Linked DNA regions of Triticum aestivum: region 1 is linked to region 2. A link is a contact called in public Hi-C data. All regions are on one chromosome and are shown on one strand. Each heading gives the region's core, a stretch centred on a gene start, on an enhancer-like site or on the middle of the called end of the contact. The rest is flanking DNA. Distances are from core to core; before and after follow the strand shown.

The links. A called contact is a pair of places that touch in the nucleus more often than the background predicts.
Region 1: a contact with region 2 is called in a Hi-C map of leaf, with 3 times the contacts expected there. The contact joins the promoter of LOC123060964 here to the promoter of LOC123056883 in region 2. A contact is called at or near these places in 2 of 5 Hi-C or Micro-C datasets (both in leaf).

Annotation. Positions count from the first base shown.
Region 1 is chr3A:204,611,684-204,614,383 of IWGSC CS RefSeq v2.1, forward strand. It overlaps LOC123060964 (ABC transporter F family member 4), which reads right to left and starts at 1,295. Exons shown (of 3, transcript XM_044483834.1): 1 at 1-1,295. The coding sequence starts at 1,235.
Region 2 is chr3A:203,644,638-203,647,337 of IWGSC CS RefSeq v2.1, forward strand. LOC123056883 reads left to right here and starts at 1,432. Exons shown (of 2, transcript XM_044480119.1): 1 at 1,432-1,646; 2 at 1,822-2,460. The coding sequence starts at 1,551. The coding sequence ends at 2,460.

The DNA of each region.
Region 1 (2,700 bases), core at 45-2,544, 970 kb after region 2:
TCACCATCCTTTACCGCTGTGGAAGTCGACAGATTGCCAGGCTGATCTCTAGGCGCAGCCACCTCATGTTCCTCCTCTTCCTCCACTTCCTCGTCCTCTAGAACGGCCTTCCTTGTACTAGCCGCTCTTGTGAACCTTCCCTGGCCCCCTCTGGACCCCGTCTTCAGAGGCTGTGGTGGAGGGGCGACCGTCGGAGCATTCTTCTTCCTCCCACGGCGTGTAATCATCTGGGCCTCCACATCGTCTTCCTTCTCCAGTTCAGGAGGCTCCGTATCCTCCTTCCGCGTCACCAGCAGGGCTTCCTCCTCCTCATCTCCTTTCTCCGACTCAGCAGCTGCTGTGGTCTTCTTCCGCCCGCCAGCACGCGGCGCCAGCGGGGCCTCCTCCTTCTCCGGTTCAGAGGGCTCCGCGGCCTTCTTCCGTCCACCACGGCGCCTCCCCTTCGGGGCCTCCTTCTTCCCCTCTTCCTCCTCCTCGTCTCCTTTCTCCGGCTCAGCAGCTGCTGTGGTCTTCTTCCGCCCGCCAACAGGCGGCGCCAGCGGGGCCTCCTCCTTCTCCTCTCCCTTCTCCGGTTCAGAGGGCTCCGCGGCCTTCTTCCGTCCACCACGGCGCCTCCCCACCGGGGCCTCCTTCTCCCCCTCTTCCGTCTGTTCAGGGGGAGCCACTGCAGCCACCTTCCTACGTCCGCCCCGGCGGGGCTTCTCCTCCTCCACTACCACTACCGCCGCGTCCGGCACTTCATTCTCCACCTCGGGGATCGCCGCCACCGCTGCCTTCTTCCGTGTGCCCCGGCGGGTCGCCGCAGGGGGCTTCTCCTCCTCCACCGCCGCCGTCTCTGCCGCATAGCGCGAGGAGCACCTAGTTCCGGGGTCGGCAGCGGTGGCGGTGCTCAGATCCGAATTGGAGGGGATGGACACGGCGAGCACGGTGGACTCGCCGATCTTGATCAGGTTCCCATGGGAAAGCGGGGTGGGAACAAAGGGCTCGAGGGGCACATCGTTGAGGAAGGAGCCGTTGGAGGATCCCAGATCGGAGGCGACCCATCCGGCGGCGGGCGGCGGGAGGAACTCGATGGAGAGATGTTGCTGCGACGCGCCCTTATCGCGCACGGCAAAGTGGTTGCCTTTGATGACGCGCCCGACACGGAGCACGGATCCAGCGCTGCACTGGCAGATCTCTCCCTTGCGCGGACCCTTCTCCACCGCCAGGGTGAGCACCGGCGGCGGAGCGGCCATTTGGGGGTTTGGGGGAGTGAAAGTGGGGAAATTTCGAATTTCGTGGGGGGAGGAGAGAGGGGTTTGAGCTTTTGGAGCTTTTGCCAGAACCGCAAAAAACTACGAAAATGCCACTGAAGAAACTTTTCCAGGCCCACTAGGCCGAACATTTTAGCTCTTTTTCTGAGACAGGCCGAACATTTTAATTGGGTCGACCCCGTCGGGTACGGGCAGCCCGGGCTCAGATTTTGGACCAAGCCTGATTAAAACCAAAATTTTAAAATATATAGGATTTGATAAAATAAATACGGAAATTCCCTCGAAAAAGGAGAAAAGTATGGAATAAAAATAATAATTAAACGCAACTGATTGATCATGTGCACGCGTTGATCGGGTTGTGATATGGGTGAAACCACCCCAAACATTTACCCGTCCTTCAGCTTACCCATCATTCATATCTATACGCGTCAAAACATACAATTTTTTTTCTATATTCGTCACCCGACAGAGTAGTCAGGTACCCACGGATACAAATACCCATGTTTGCAAAGCATCAATTTGAGCGGCACATAGTCCTAAACAACATATAATCATAATTTACGCACACCAACACATCATAAAAGGAGTATATACTTATAAAAAACATCACATCATAAAAAACAACACATTCCAATAAACAACATTACTTTCTCATACAGAAAAACATATCAAAACAACAATAAACAAACAACACGTAGTTGTACATTTTAAGTTCATAAACTGATGACAAAGTGTAGAGGTAACTTGGTCATACTTGTGAGATTTTATATGGGTACATTAGGTATACGGGTGTGGGTTATACGATCTCATGCCCATACCCGCTCTACCCGGTGGATTTGAGAATTCCTATTTATATACTCATGGGTAACTTTCTGTCTCATACCCTTATCCTAATAGGGTTTTTACCTGTCAGATACATGGGTAATGGGTACTCATTGCCATCCCTACATCCAGCCCCACGCGCGACACCCCATCTGAACAAGCATCACTCGCACCCGCATCGTCTTCATCTCCTCTCTTTGTCTCTCTCCCATCTCCCTTTTTCGTCTTTAGATCAAGCACTCGTGCTGCTACTGCAAAGTCAACATCGCAACTCTGATGAACTCTAGTCATCCTGCTCGAGGGACCAACGCACAATGCTACAATCTATTTCCTCTGCCTCCAGATGAAGCACAAGTGCGGCCGCTGCAAGCCACTTTGATAACTCCTGTGAGCTCTGATCGGCGTCTGCATGGCCACGACATTGCAAGCCGACAACACAACTCGTCGAAGCTCTTCTCGCATGTTGCAAGGCCAACGGTGAGGCGATATAATCCCTTCCCCTGCCTCGATATCAAGCACGTATATGGTGTTTCTACAAGCCGACAGGTCAAGGTGTCGCGCTTCTGCAAGCCGCACCATAGCTCCGGCGAAGTCGCAAGGCCAGGGTGCGGCGCTTCAACTTAGA
Region 2 (2,700 bases), core at 182-2,681:
TCGGTCGTCTCTACGCATCGGGCTGATCGTACAAGCGCGCTCATGGACAACGCCGGGCTGCTCGCCGCCTGCCTCGCCACTAGTCCTGGCCATGGGCCGCCCGGCCCGAACAGCCCGGCCCGAAAAAGCCTGGCCCAACCCTGCTCCCGGGCCGGGCCTGGGCCTAGGTTTTGAGCCCGAGGACTAGGTCGGGCCGGGCCTGGGCCTGCTGTTTATGCCATTTACTGAAGAGGCCTGGCCTGAGGCCCGAGGCCCGACGTGTTTTTTGCTGTGATGGGTCGGGCTCGGGCCTGAAAACTAGGCCCGACGGCCGGGCTGGGCTCGGGCCTGAGTTTTCTACCTTGGGCTTGGTCAGGCCCGGCCCGAAGCCTGGCCCGGCCCGGAGGATGGCCAGGTCTACTCGCCACCGTCGTGGCCAACCTGCTCGCTGGACATCGATTGGTGGGTGCCTCCGACGCCCGCTGGCGCCACCTTCTCATCGTTACCATTGGCCGAAGAGCCAAACACGTGGCGCTCGCCGTCGCGTTGTGCCTTCACGCGGCGGTCCTTCTCTCGTCCTTCACCACCAGCAGGGACCTCGCGGTGCACCTCCACAACACGGAGGCGAAGCTCGCGCGCATGGAGCAAATTATCCGTAAGCGTCGAGCCAGAAATTAATCATTATTCTACGTTAAATCCATCAATTGTATATCCAAATTATTGCATATTACGCCAACATATATACAATTAATTAACGCAGCAAGGTGCAATAGCTGTTTTTTGAAGATCGCCATCTTACTAAATTTGTGATCGGTTGCCTGTATTTAGAGAACCAAGAAAAACACCACATCGAGATGATGAACAACATAGCAAGTATGTTGTCCAATACGGGGGCGTTTGGTTCGTGGGCAAGGTTAGCTGGCTAAGGATATACCTAACCACGTGGTTGGGGATATCCTTATTCTCGTGTTTGGTTGCAAATTGAGAGGTGGTTAAGGGTAACCAATTTTATGTTTGGTAAGAAGGATGGAAGATGGATATCTTATAATTTGAGTTCTTTTTTGTAAATATAAACTAATTATACAAAACATATATATCAATTTTTTTAGAATTAAAACATATATATATATATATTTGAATGGTCAACGACACTATAGAAAAAATGCATTGGATTTGTAACTTCATGGTCCAAACATATCCATCTGTACAACCAAATGCGTACACTCCAATCTGACAAAAAAATACAAGCTATACATCAGCAGATTAGAAGATGTATCTAATGGCCAATTCGAAGTCGATCTTGCCATGTCATGTCACAGCTAGATGCAAAAATACTAGTCTGAAGAATGATATCTCCAGGGCATCGCGCGTGGGTGGTTGCCACCATCCGCCATAATTTCGCGGCTCCCCTCAGCCAGCTTTTGATGGAATATTCCCAGGTATCTGGTTATCCTCAGCCATCTTCGCTCACAAACCAAACGAGTGGTATCCCCTCTAAAACTGGCTATCCCTATTCCCTGGATGGTTATCCTTTGAACCAAACGCCACCTACTTCCGATGAAATAAAGCTGATGACCAACAAAGTCACCAAAGCCGACGGCACGCCAAATTCTGAATTCAACATCGCAGCGGAAGATGATCTCCAGCCATCGCAAGGTGTAACCATGGTAAGGATACCACGCTGTTCCCTCTAATTTTTAGTTTTTTACAGACAAAGGAAGACATCAGAAAGTCAGTGTACGTGATGACTTTAGCACAGCACGCATACTGCTTCCACCGTTGCTTGGTTGTACACTTACTTTGAGTTTGCTTCGCTCGTGAATCGTGATCACCTCATGGCAGGATCACGAGTTTCCCAGCATTTGTGATGACCCGGAGCCGGAGGATGCACCGATACCTGATCAGCGAGACGAATCAGCGGAACCACACAAGCCATGGAGGTTCATCCCGGTGCCCGAAGGCCACGTCTTTGTGCCGGAATGCGTCGGCGATGAGCTCATAGTGCACATCCGGCCGTCCTCGCAAAGTGGCTCCGAGCACAGCGCCACCGTTGACGCCGACCAACAGCTCCCCTTCACCTGCGGACATCCGGAGGCGGGAACGCCGTCCTTTTACGACGGCGGTCCTTACCGCGCGCTGTTCTGGTCGCTGCCCGAGCTTGACGACCAAGGCCCAAAAAACGTCTTGCCGTTACCATGGTCGCGGTTGGAGATGTGGGGCAGGCTGACGGCGGCGGCGCTGGATGGGACTTGGGCCGTAAACCCCCCGATTATACACGAACATGCGTTACCTGAGTCCGTGACGCTCTCCACCGACGTGGTGATGTTCTACCGGCCGGACCCGGAGGCTGGGGGAACGAATGTGATGATTGCTGCAACCGAGGATGTGGAGCATGTGTATAGCATGGAGGAACATGGTACCCCGGCGGTGACCGCTCTCACGCCGCACTCTATTCTTCCCACGTATTCTGGTCTTCCCTAGGAGATGCATCTTTTGTCTCAACCATTTATGATCAATAGGAGCTATATATATATACTTGGTGCCGTTTGATGTTTTTGAAAAAAAACTCATCGAACTTGAAAAAGGTTCATCGAAATTGAAAAAGTTCATCAACTATTTTAAAAAAACTTTTATTTTAGAAAAGTTCATGAATTTAAGAAAATAAACAGGAACCAAAAATGAAAAGAAAAAAAAGGAACACATAGGACATTTCCTATATGT